Linked DNA regions of Hordeum vulgare: region 2 is linked to region 1. A link is a contact called in public Hi-C data. All regions are on one chromosome and are shown on one strand. The core of a region is the stretch at or near the end of the contact, and the rest is flanking DNA. Distances in the headings are between cores, read along the strand shown. Region 1 overlaps LOC123425861 (a long non-coding RNA gene). Region 2 holds the start of LOC123425862.

The links. A called contact is a pair of places that touch in the nucleus more often than the background predicts.
Region 2: a contact with region 1 is called in a Hi-C map of leaf, with 2.9 times the contacts expected there. The contact joins the promoter of LOC123425862 here to the enhancer-like site in region 1. A contact is called at or near these places in 3 of 6 Hi-C or Micro-C datasets (leaf and seedling).

The regions. Positions count from the first base shown.
Region 1 is chr2H:205,390,064-205,396,614 of MorexV3_pseudomolecules_assembly, forward strand. It overlaps LOC123425861 (a long non-coding RNA gene), which reads left to right. Exons shown (of 3, transcript XR_006621940.1): 2 at 16-1,103; 3 at 1,506-2,104. Among protein-coding and RNA genes, the nearest start is that of LOC123425861, 3.9 kb to the left of the region's middle. Within about 2 kb of position 4,793, at least 2 of the 3 cell types and tissues checked have open chromatin away from gene starts, as enhancers often do. A contact at or near this core is called in leaf, where this site is marked.
Region 2 is chr2H:205,484,353-205,491,328 of MorexV3_pseudomolecules_assembly, forward strand. It overlaps LOC123425862, which reads left to right and starts at 3,516. Exons shown (of 2, transcript XM_045109605.1): 1 at 3,516-3,804; 2 at 5,518-6,355. The coding sequence starts at 5,521. The coding sequence ends at 6,012.

The sequences.
Region 1 (6,551 bases), core at 3,543-6,042:
TTCTTGTTTATGCAGTTCTTGTTTATGTGGAGAGACGCCGGAGCCAGCTGCTAGTGTGCTCTGCTGTTGGCAGTTGTGAACACCTTCTTCTCTTTCTTTGTCCTTGCTATACGAATGCAATTTGTGCTTGTTCAGAATTGTTGGTTAGAAAAACCTCAACATTCATTGTCCAAAAATGTGGTGTAGAAATATGATTGATTTTTTAATGAAAAAATACGATTAAATTGTGATGCTTTTTTCATTGCACATTGTGAAGCTTTATTAAACATGACAAATCCACAATGAAACTTTTCTTTTAACTGGATGTTTTCGTGTTAATAATTCTAACTTGAGGAGTAGGAGTAGGAGTAGCACTTCTCTCTTCTTCTAACTTGAGGAGTTAAAATGATCATACAAATAACAGTATCACAACAAAGAGTTACACAAATGATCATACTCCACACATGTCAAGTCTCATCTCAAGCCTCATCTTCATCCATTAGAAGAAAATAGTCTTAAATGCTACTGTAATTGTACCTGCATCTTCATCCATTTGAAGTATTGCATCTTCATCCATGTCAACTACTGGATCTTCATCCATTTCATCTGCACGTGGAGTGCAGTTGAGGTCTGGCACAACCATGTTCTACATCTTCTTGTTGTTGTTGTCAAAGTGGTCTACTAGTGTTGGATTACTGTTGTAGGAGAATTGCTGCTATCAAGTACTGATACTGATGTCAAATTCTTGCTGCCATGTCAAGTTGCTGGAGGTGCTGTTGTTGTTGTGCCTCAGAGTAGGTGTCAGACTACTGCTGTTGTCTGTTGTTATTAACCTGCTGCTCATGATGTTGTTATTAACCTGTTGTTGTTGATGTTGTTATTAACATACTTTTGTTGGTATTGGTATTAACCTCTTGTTGTTGTCAAACTACCGTTGTCATTGACCAGTTGTTGTGACCATGCTCAGAATAACGAGAAGCATGCCCAGGAGAACGAGCCCTCCCAATCGCTTGTGACCTAGGCGTGACAGAAACACTCAGTCAACAACAAAGAAAACTGCATGCACCAAATGGTGCTCCCAGAAAGGCTGGGATCACAAGGATATTGTATCACAAAATGATTAGGTATGTCACTGTACCTACTAATCTTCCTGCAAAATGATCATGTTTTCACATTTTCCTGAAATGCTCTGATTACTCTAATCAATTGACACAAGTCTCATTTTATGATCATTATATTACTCTGATTAAGATTATGATCTTGTACGAAAAGCATCATGCAAGTCAAATTGCCAAATTCAGGTTCGTGAGATGAACCTCCTGCCAAATTCACATCACTCCCTCTCATTTGATAGTAAATGATTATGTTGTCAGTAAATATGTCAGCATCTACTTTGAATCATTAGAGTATCTCTGAATTGTGATACTCATGGAGTACTCGTGTGTTCAAATTATCGCTTCAAATTCAGTTGACAATAACTTGTTCACATTACTGCCAAATATTGATGGAGTTTTTACCAAATTCAGGTTGATGAGATGAATGTGGGCATCAACCAACCCCAGCAGGAGCTCCAGGAATAACCTCAACCTAGGTGTGCCGTGTGCAGCACCGGCACCACCGGTAGTGGCAACTCTAGGACAAGGCCTGGAGGTGGAGTGGAGGAGCGCGTGGGCCTGGAGATGGAGAGGAGGAGCGCCTGGACCTGGACGTGCACCCGAGATCGGGAGAGGAGAAGCGCCTGGACCTGGAAGTGGAGGCGCTTGGACCCGGGCGCAGTCTTGGAGGAGGAGGCGCCAGGATCTGGGTGGAGGTGGAGGTGGAGGGCGGGGCCAAAGGGGGAGGTCGAGGTCGAGGTCGGAGGTGGAGGTGGAGGGCGAGTGCGTGAGCGGAGGCGGAGGTGGAAGACGCTAAGGCCGCGCTTGGTATCGGTGTATTTCAATACAGAGGTATTTTATCTACAGGTGTAATTTACCGGGCAAGTAGCGATTTCCGGCCGAAAGCGAAACGACGGCCGGAGGCGTGTATTGTTTACAGCTGTATTGCTAATGAAAACGACAATCCAATCATGACCTTGTATTGTTTAGAATTTGAACCGAGGCCATAAAGGTCCATTTGCCCTTTTTCACCTGGTCGGAAGATAATCCCTAGTGACTTATTATTCGGAACGGAGGAAGTACTGATTTATCATTTTAAGTATGTTCACATAATATATACTGTATAAGATATTACAAAGTATGTTACATGAAAAAAAATAGTTAATCCATAATTTTTATAATACTATGGAATGCGTACATATTTGTACGTAAAAAAGAGTATGATAAAAATATGGTACATACTACCTAAAAGTAGTATATATATATTATCTAAATATTTTTATATACTACATACTACGCATACATATTCTCCGATATAATAGATACTACCTATAACATATCAAACAAAAGTGAGAGTAACTACACCGATCATACGAAATATTTGTTATATATATATATATATATATATATATATAGGACGACCGTTTGGGGCTCCTAGGTGCCCAGGCTCCTTGCATTTGCACCATTTAATTGCATTTAGATGTGTGTTACAAAGGGTAATGAATTAATCCATCACTAATTAGCAATTTTGAAACAATTATGAGACATAAATGAATGTTATTAAGCATGGTCTAGCACGTCATGCATGGAAATATATTTTAAAAAAGAAAAGTACTACACATTATGTATATGGACATTTATTTCATACAGGTATGAATTAGGTATGTATGAATTCATTTTTTAAGTATGTGCCCGTTTGATTTTTATATGTATATACTTAGAATATTTACTATATATGCACTAGATTTTTTCTACGTATATACCCAAAATACTTAGAACATATCGATTAGATTATGTATGTGCAGATTCATTTATTTAATACACACGCATTACATTGTTGACTACGTATATAGCAAAATATTTCGTATGTATGCATTACATTTTTTGTGTATCTATATACCCAGAATATTTAGTACATCCCATTCGACAGGGTCGGTCCTGAGATTTTGGGGGCCCGGAGCGAAACTAAAATTTAGGGCCCCTAAGTATAAATAAATAGTGCAGATTCCGTGGGAGATGAATTATGATCATGATCACTCACATTGTTATCGTCCGCGTCGATGTCAACATTGTCTTCTGTATGGATATCATCTTCTAGATTCACATTACTTGGTTCTTCCACAAAAACTAACGCCAACTCGTCTGGATTTTTTGAAGTGGTTGGGTTACTCGCCAAAAACTTACGAAGAAATCCTCTTTGTGAATCTACCAATTTTTAATCTCCTTTCCACTTTTTTCTTTTGACAGCACCTGATTCAGGCTTCATTACTACTCCCTCTGTTTCATTAATATAAGACATTTTAGAGATTTTACTATAGACTAGATATGGAGCAAAATGAGTGAATCTACATCCTAAAATATGACTACATACATCCGTATGTAGTTCATAGTGGAATATCTAAAAGGTCTTATATTTAAGAATGAAGGGAGTAATTCTGAAAATAAATAAATCTGAATCAAAAATAGGGCATTAACTACCCAAAGATTTAAAAGGAATCACTAGAAGTAATTGCAGGTCCAGATCCATCAGGCATCAGTAAATTGCAAACTAGAACGAGAACTGATCTACGAATCAAACTAGAACGAGATCCTCAGGAGAAGTGGAGAACAGATAGACTGACGGACATTACGGAAGAAGCAACCGGCGAGGGCCCTTCCGCGTGCCGGCGTGCGTGCCTGCGTGGCAATGAAGCCGACGTCCAGGGCCTGCCCGCAGCCCGCGTCGTAGTCTCGTACTCCTACAGATGAGAGTCGCGGCGTGCAGGGAGACGAGAGACAGGCATGACGAGAGACTTTACAATACCTAGTACATGCCTGATCTAGTATACATATTATATATGCAGCGGGCCCCCAACAATTTTGGGCCCCGTGCGGCCGCCCCCGCGGAAACCCCCCCCCCCCCCCCCCCCAGGGCCGGCCCTGCCATTCGATTACGTATGTATGGATTCACTTATTTAGTATGTATAGATTTTTTTTTGTGTCTATATATACCTAGAGTACACAATATTCTTGTTGTAAGTGCATACTCGTCGTATTTACATACCTCGGCATAAAATTTATGAGTATATACCCCTAGACAATAAATACATAATATCGTGTGTATACATGTATTTTTAGGTATATCTTCAGTATCATTTGTGGGTATGTCTCAAAAGAATATACGTCTATTAAAAAGAGTGTATTTTTTTTGGGTACGAACCATCCAAAGTATATAGTTTTGTATATATTTCCAAAGCATGTGTGCATTAAAAAATTGTATGCCGGCATGCAATCTTAGGACCTTGTATGTATGAAAATAATCATGTGTGGGTATTGGCATGCAATATACATTTCTAATAAAACTAAAAAAATCATGAGTGGATATATGGACGTACAAAAAAATCATGCATGGGCATACATACGTAGGAAAAAATCATGCGTATGTACGTAATTTCTTTAGTAAGTATTAGATACCCCTATTATATCGTTAGTAAACAAAAATACATGTATTTAGATACCCAACAATTCAGGAAAAAAAATCAAAAATTAATACAATTTATTGTATGGCAAGTCTTGCATGCCTAATCCTTAAAACATAAATAAAATATAAGTATGGAAAGTCTTGCATGAAGAATAGTTAGGAAACAAATCAAACATTCATTGTACAGCGAAGGATCAGGGTCACTGAAAGGTGGGGCCTGTCTGTTAGTGTCTGGTTCGGTCGATCCAATCAGGCTAGAGGTGGTCACTTGACGAGAGAAGGGCTCGAGCTCTCTTGACACAATCCTGGCGTCCATTCGGACCCACCAGTCAGCGGCTCAAACTATAGTGAAGCAACGCAGGGTGCCGGCGAGGAACAGAGATGGCGGTGGAGGCACCGGAGCTTCTCTGGTGACCCAACCACGCGGCGGATGGGTGCAATCGATTCGCAAAGAAAGTCCGTGCTCACACATGCAGCATACGACACCGAACGACAATGGGAACACGCCGGTGACGAGGTACAGAGGCGGCAACAGCAAGCTCGAATACGAAGCTACAATGAGCAAAACTTTCAGTTGACGACAGAAATGGACCCTACGCTCGACTGTGACCATATACGCATGCACACGCACGGCTTACTAGGTCGTAGCACTCGCTGGAGCTGAGGTCCAACAACGACGGGCTCGTGCTCTCATGGCAAACGGCCGAACGGGGCTACACAGAGCAATCAGGGCTTGTTTGGTTAATCCCTCCCACAAGGGGATTGAAGTAGATTGAAGTGGATTAAGGTGAATTTTGACTTGTAGGGGATTTAATCTCTTTCAATCCCCTCCAAACTCCTTTAAATTTTGAGAAACCAAGCAAAGCCTCAGAGAAATTGTAGGAGGGGATCGGCGAGGATGCTCGCCGCGAACACGTTGATGGCCTTAGCTTACCGGGAGGAGGTCAGAAACAAGCACGACAACGGTCACACACCTATGGGTGGCCGGAGTTGATTAAGGGGAATAATTTGGAGGTCCTTGACGTCCCACGGTGCGGAAGTGGATGTAGATGACGTAATCGATGTCAGAGAAGAAGACGGACATCGCGTGGTCGAGGACGGTGAACATTGGTTACGCGGGCGCCATCGCGAAGCTATGTGTCGTGTTGAGGAAGTGGTTGCTACGAGAGGGGTTAAATAGGGGCTAGGGCGAGCCGGGCGATCTCACACGCTCTCGGGCTCGCCATGTGTGCGGCGAGGTGAGAGGTGGACAAAAAGGTGGGTGCGGGTCGCTTTGGTGGCGAGGCTTACAGGTGGGGTCGGCTAGTCCACATGGAGCGTACGGGCTGAGGGGCGAGCGAGCGAGCAGGTGAGAAACGTTGGCACGCGTGCGAGGCACGCTAGATTGCGCTGCTGGGCTGCACTTGTAGCCTCCTCTCTCTATGTGTGAATTTTCTTTTCCATTTGATTAAAACAGAAACTTGTAGAAAACTCCAGAGAAAAATGAGAGGGTTTTTTGAATGAAACACAATGGTTTTGGACTCACCAAATTATGCTCTATTTAATAGGATTAGTTTGGATATTTTTAGAGATAGAAAAATAAATCAAGTTTGAATTAAATTCAAACTTGAGGTATTTCTGAACCCAAACAAATCTATATGAAACAGCTGAAATTTGGAGGTGGGATTGAGGAAAATATTTTAGGAGTTTTCAGAAAAATAGGGAACAATAAAATAAGTCAAGGTGGCACACTTTGCAAAATAAGAAGGAAATAGGAAGAAGTAAGGGGTTTTGTTTGGAATTGATTTGAGTTAATTCAAGGAAGGTCATGCCACCAAGTTGCAAGGCTCATCACAACAACACACTCACACTCAAACATATCATGATGCAAAAAAATGAAATGGATGTCATGATGCCATGATGCACAAATGGATGTCATCAAGCAAAACTTTATTACTCAAGTCAATTGATGGCATGGCATACAAGCTTGAACTCATGGAAATGGTTACAAGATTGGAAATTTACACTTGGGTTGTTAT
Region 2 (6,976 bases), core at 2,266-4,765, 93 kb after region 1:
TGCAACTCAAAATAAAGCCACACATTAATGCGAGATAATACCTCTAAACGGGAAAATAAACTACCGGCAAAACCCTTCACGGAAAAATACGAGTGACCGCTCTAAAATACGTAGGAATATGGTCCCTGAAACATGGACATTAAATCCATGGCATACGGGCAATCCGGATACGCACGGAAATTAACTACGGAACGGATCCTAGTTAAACAGCACGTAAAACGAGGCATTAGGCACTCTAAACAGCGTTACACAAGTATGCATGTTGGATAATCGTGTTCTACTCGCGAAGCTACCCCAAAACGATATATAACACGTCCCGAACCGGCTTACGGTTTAAAAGTTACGGGGGTTTAAATAAATAGCTAAAACCTGATAATAACTAAACCGAAAAAGAAAACGAAAACCTAAATCCCTAACGGGCCGAATTCGAACATGGGCCTAACAGAGCAAGCGCTTAGATAAATAAAAACGCACTGGCGGGGGTTAAGCTCACCTCGGTGGGCCTCGGGGCCGGCCTGGCCGAGGCGAGGAGGGGGCCAAGTGGGCCGAGGCGGCGCTGAGGCAGCCCGGCGGCTAGCGAGGCCAGCGGTCGGCTCGGGCTGCCGTAATGGGCCGGGGCGACGCAGCTGCAGGCCGCAGCGGGGAAAGGCCTAGACGGGAGGAGGCCTGCCAGGGGGGCGCTGCGAGGAGGCGGGGCGACGCTCCTCGTCTCCCGACCTGGAGCTGCTGGCGGCGCACCTGACAGCGACGGGCACGTCGGGGCGAGGGAGGTCGAGGAGCGGCGGCGGCGGCGGCCACGAACCCGACGACGAGTGCAAGGGAGGCCGGATCCGGCCGGGATCCACCGGATCCGGGCGCCGGAGGGCACTGGGCGGCGAGCACACGAGCTTCGAGGCCATGGCGCGCGGCTGCCGGCGGCGGCGCAGCGAGGGCTCGAGCGAGCTGCGGGGGAGACGCGGGACCCGGCCGCTGGCTGTCGCGGCTCCGGTAGCACGGCTCGGCCAAGGGCACGGCGGCCATGGGAGGCGCGGCGCAGGGACGAGAAAGGGGCGGCGGCGGCTGCGTGGCGACGGCGGTTCGGGCTCGGGCGGGCCCCGGATGGGCTTCGCGGGCCCGGCGGCGGCGGCAGGGGAGAGAGAGGTGGGGCGGCGGCTAGGGTTAGGTTTGGGCTGCGCGGAAAACGAGGAGGAGAGAGGTAGCTGTCCTAAAATAATAAGAGGGTCTATATATAGACAAACGGGGGGCTCAGTTAACCGGAATCGCGATCCGGATCCAACCGCGGGGTCGGATTCGGACGATTCCGAACGCGGGGCGTGCTACGTGGCCGTGTTGTGTAGACATCCGGAGACGAGAGGGAGAGCGGGCGGCGCGGCACGAGTTTTAAAACACCGACAGACGTCCGACGGTAGCCCGAATACGGTGCCGCTACGGTCGACCGTTCGGGTACCAGACGGTCTTCGATCGCGACGAAATTCGACAGGCGGCCTAGCTATAACTAAACACGACCGCACGTCAAATCTCAACCCGATCAGAGAAAGTTTTAAACGCACTTTAAAAACAGGGTTTCGACGTTGCCGCGGGCGCGTGCGTGTGCGGTCGGGCTCAGAACAAACAACGACGAGAACCGGCGACTACTAACGAATGCAAGTTTTGAAAACTGGCGGCAACGGAGATGCCGATGCAATGCAGATGATGCGATGATGATGCGGCAACTGAAAATTCCCACACGACGAAAACGAAAAGAAAAGGGGAAGCTTCTGGAACGTCGGTCTCGGGCTGTCACAGTGCGGCAGGTTCACGTCTAAAGGAATCAAATCCATTCTCATTAGCTCTAACCTTGCGAGCCTCCCCATGTATATGATGGGGATGTATATCTTGCCCGAAGGCGTGCACAACGCCTTTGACAAGGAGCTGGTTAGATTCTTCTGGCAGGCAGGGAATGGTAGACCCAAGTATCACATGGTGAAATGGGCCGACATCTCCCTGCCAAAAGACCGAGAGTGCTTGGGCATTCCTGCGTCCCGCCGCATGAACGTGGCCCTGATGCTCCATTAGGTGTGGCGGATCCTGCAGGGAGACGGGGGTTTGTGGCTTCAACTGATTGAGGCCAAGTACCTTCGAGGCAGACCCCTCTTGGCCTGCTCGCTCGCGAATGGATCGCAGTTCTGGAAATCTATCCAGGGCATCAAGCACGATATTAAGTTGGGTCTGCGGGTCTTGGTGGGCAATGGGTCTAGGACCCAGTTTTGGTTAGATTCCTGGTTGGATGGGGAGCCTTTACGCTTTCGTTTTCCGAGGCTCTTTGCTATTTGCAATGACCCTGCTGTCATTGTCTCTGCGTCTGCTTTGGAGGACGGATGGCATGTTGTGTTCCGCCGTCCCCTCAGTTCAGCTGAGGTCCAGGACTGGGAATTACTATTGTCAGTGGTTCCCCTCCCGGTCTCGTCGGCCAGCGATAGTGTTTCTTGGAGTCTTTCTCCCTCGAAAGAATTCTCCGTTAGTTCGGTCTACCTGGCGTTGTGCAGGATGCCGGTCCTCCCGTGGTTATCCCCACTCTGGAAGGCACCGTTGCCCCTGAAGATTAAGATTTTTGTTTGGCAGCTTCTCCGAGACCGTTTACCTTCAGGGACCGAGGTGCTGAAACGCCATGGTCCGGGTAACAACATCTGTCCCTTGTGCCATGTCCCGGAGACTGGATCTCACATTCTGCTCTCCTGCGTCGCGGCACAGGCCCTTTGGTGCTTTGTACGCGAGGCTCTGGGGCCGGAGTGGGAGGCCTATGACCTTGCATATTTTCTGCACGTGCGGGCCACCCAGGTCGACCGTAAACGCCGACTGTTTTGGCTGGTCTTCGCAGCTATGATGTGGACTCTTTGGACTACTCGCAATAAAATGGTGATTGAGAAGGTGTTTCAGCGGCGTGCATCTGACTCGTACTTCAAATTCATTGCCTTCTTGTAGCACTCGCATCCGCTCGTTAGGACCCGAGACCGTGACCGGCTTCAGTGCTACCTGGACGCGTTGATGGTGGGCGTCCGACGGCTCTCCTCTACCTCGCATGCTGCTTAGCTGGTCCCTTTGATGGCATTTTTTGTTTCTTCTCTTTTCTTAGGCTGGATTGTGCTGCTGCCCCAGCGGGTCCTCTTTTCTGTCACTTTGTTGGGATGTGATGTCTGGATACTGGTTTATTTGCTTTATATATAAAGCGGGGCGAAAGCCTGTTTCGAGAAAAAAAAAGTTCTTTGAACGTCATTTTCACATATTTTGCATCCGTGTCATGCATTGTATCATCTCATATATCACCTCCGTCCTAAAATACTTGTCCTAAAGATGAATGTATTTAGACTTATTTTTGTTATAGATACATCCATTATATCCATTTTTAGGACAAGTATTTCTGAACGGAGGGAGTACTTTTTTTCAACTTCTTCTATCAACAAAATAATAGGCAAGGTCGTAAAAAAATGAGTAAATACGAATAACCCATAAATACACACCACTCGTCTTTGGCCGATAAGACAAGCGTTGTACACGGGCACATGACAAAACGAGAGAGGAGAGGAGAGGAGAGGGAAGGAGGGAGGCAATAAATGGAGGTGAGGTGATAATGATATAGGTCGCGGTCTTCAAAACACAGAGCGTTTGGTGTGACCCCATTGTCGATATCTCCTCTCCTCACCCTTCCCCTGTGTTCTTCAATTCAATTCTGGCCAGAAGCTGCCCCCCTTTTCTTCCCCACTTCTTCTACCCCTCTCTCCTCCTGCTGCGCAAAGATCTTCAAGCGCTTCAAGATTCACAAGGCCGGTAGGTAAGCCGCAGCATCCTTTTTATCTCGTTGCTTTGCGTGGTATCTCCAACGGCCGTGCTGTTGGGGGGTGAAAGAAAGATTTTACGCGAAATTGTTGGTGGGAGCTCCTTTGGGGATCCAATCCAGAGGTCCTGCCACTGCTATTTCCCCTCTCACCATTTCTTCTTGCGATTATTTTTGAGAAAAGGCACAAGGAGGAATGCAATGGTTTGGCTGGGTGCCATTTCTCTCGAATCTGTCCCGGATTGCTAATTGTCTATGGCTCCAAATGTTTGTTCTTCTCCCGAATTGTCACTTGTGTGTAGACTAGTCCATTAGTTTTTCATTTTCTCCTTAACTGGAGTAGCAAGACTGTGTTATGGAGAGCTCCTGTCCAGAGCCGCTCGTCTGGTGCTCCTTCTCAAGGAAATTTTCTGTTCCAGTTCTTGTGTTCTTCCGTTTCAGTGTTCCTTAGATTAATGAGTTTGGCCGGCGCTGCCACATGATTTGGTGCCGCATTAGATTAATCAGTCACTAGACCAGTAGTAGTAGCCCAAGGAATCCAAGAATAGGGATAGATATGCAGAAAAAAAGAATGCGGCAGGAGGAAGGAAGTAGTAGGTTCTTTGCTTTGCCCAGTTGGCATCCCATCAAGTGATGCTTGATGCCATTTGTTTCTTCTTGCTGCTGTTGGTGCCAAAAATCATTGTACTTATTATTAGGGGTACTACTTCTCTAGAAGGGGATAACATACCAATGTGGCCTACTTATTATTATTTTGTAAGCTAGAACATTTTTGGCCTACATGATATACAGTATATGGTCTAAAGGTAGTTATCAGTAGATGCACTGAGGGAATTAAGGCAGGAAAGATGGAGCAGAAAGCTTATGAGAAAAGGGGATAAAAATGTTTTGTGTCTAGTGCACCTTTATACCTCAGATGCTGGTCAAATTGTCCTGAAAGGCCCTCAATCAGAGGCGTAGATTACATGAACAAAGCTTTTAAAAGCATGCTGAGAGTTTTTTAATCCTTGTACACTGAGAGTTTTTTACAGGTTAGTTGTCCATTTGCTTCCGCCTTCTGGTACTAGTGTAATGTGTTATACACTAGTAGTTTCAGACTGTCGGTGCTCCGTCGCGTCATGTAATTCAACTCAATGTTGTGCGGAAAAAAAAATCAGGTTTTCTGGGGAAAGCGGTGTCGTTCTTAAGCATATTTACAGTATTTTTATTGCGAAAACATATTGGTACATGATGTGACTGCCCATCAAATTGTATCGGAACAAAGTACCATTTCTGCATGCAATGATTTTGTTAAATTTGTCGTGTGGGTAGCATTAGGAGAAATTGATTAGATTTGTTGGGTAGACATAATAACTAGGCTGATTAGTTGTGTGGATACCCCAAGTCCTCATCTCGGAGCAGAGCAGAAAGGGCTTGACTGCCATGCCATGCATGTTACTCCCCTAGTGGTATGATCATGACAGCCTTATTCTTGTCCATGTTTTCTCGAGTAACAATCATGGAAGCAAGTGTCTGTTAGTATTATACGCCTCTCATCTTGGATGACGAACACGCCATGATTTTCATCCGAGTTGTCGTGCAACTTTCTCCCTGGGTTTTCACCTTTGCAGTACACTGCCCCTGTCTCTCTCGTCAATAAATCTTGCTTCATCACCTTCTCATTTGTGACAAAGCCTAATCAGTTACCAGTCTTTTCTCATAAACAGATCATGCCGTGCGCTGCCGAGCTTGTCAACGGTGAGGGAGGCGCTATCAAAGTGGGCACAACCGGCACCATCGGCTCACTCATGACGAGAGAACTGGAGGCCATCAAAGTCACGCCGCAAGGAGCTGCCACCCCGCGCCTAAGACGCCAAAGCAGTCCGGTTTCGTTGCCATGTGGCGCTAGCCCCCGGAAGATCATCCTAAGGAAGAGCTCGTCCAGTGTTTCCAGCAGCAACAACAACAGTAGTAATGGCAGAGCTGACCGTGTGAGTGCTGAAGAAGCCTGCAAGACAAGGAGGAGCTCTCACCGGAACAAGTCCAGCTCCCCGATGCTGCACTCGGATGGTGTGCTGGTTGACAGGAGCCCCAACTTGGAAAAGGCCAAGAAGAAAGGAAATGTGCATGGCGTCGAGGTGGTGGATGTCAGGTGCGGTAATCCGATGAGCAGCCGTCTCAGGAAGCTGGGTTTCTCCAAGCTCTCAGAGACCTTTGCCTAGCCCTAACGGAAGATGACTGAAATCAAAGCTGCTGCTGCTGCTGCCGCTGCCCTTTCCTGGAGGGCATCTTGGGTTTCTTTGTGCAAGCCTTTGGAGGGCAACACGATGCCATCTTTGGTGAGCCAATCATTTCATCCACCTGACTGCCCTGCACCCTTGTGTGTCGCGATCCGGTTTAGCTCAGTTTTCCTGCTCATGTGTCCTGATGTGTGGAAAGTTAGTCTACGAAAAGCATTTCCCATCAGAAGCTAGATGTCAAATTGTCAATGGATGATATAATGTAAGGATGCGCGTGTTGTCGGAAAACCTTGCCCTTCTGGAATAGCAGATCAGTTTCCTAGAATCTTAAATTGAGTTGATGCTCTTAAGTGAACAATGCAGTTTCTGCCACCGTGATAGATTACTGCTGCAACTCGCAGTGGAACAACTTGCAAGTAGTACTACCTAAATAGCAGCTTTAGGCCTCCTTTGGTTTCATTTCATAGGGTAGGAAAGTTACGTCGTAGGAAATGAGATTTAATTCACATGATAGGATTTTTCCATTGAGTCTAGGTGTTTTTGTATGAAATGTAGAGAATAGGAAGAATGCCTTATAGAAATATTTTTTGCTGGAATTTGATCTATATATGGACCAGTCCAATAGCATTTTTATAATTCCTAATAAATTCTAGGAGCCCACTCAGTCCATTCATGCAACGCAAGAGGTGGGGCAAAAATTTAGTCTCATATTGTTCACTTAGTAGGAGTTGGATCTCTTTATAAGGAAGGTTGTTTTTCCACATGTATGAGCATGAAAACAAAAGAGACATACATGCACGTTCCTCTTTCATCGTCAGCCTTGCCACGTCACGACGTGTCACTCGTTGCGGTAATGAGCTAAGCCGTTATCTAAATTTTTGACACGCATGACTGGTATGTGAAAGGTTGGACGGGAGCTAAAAACGTTTTGTTGTAGTGGGGATTG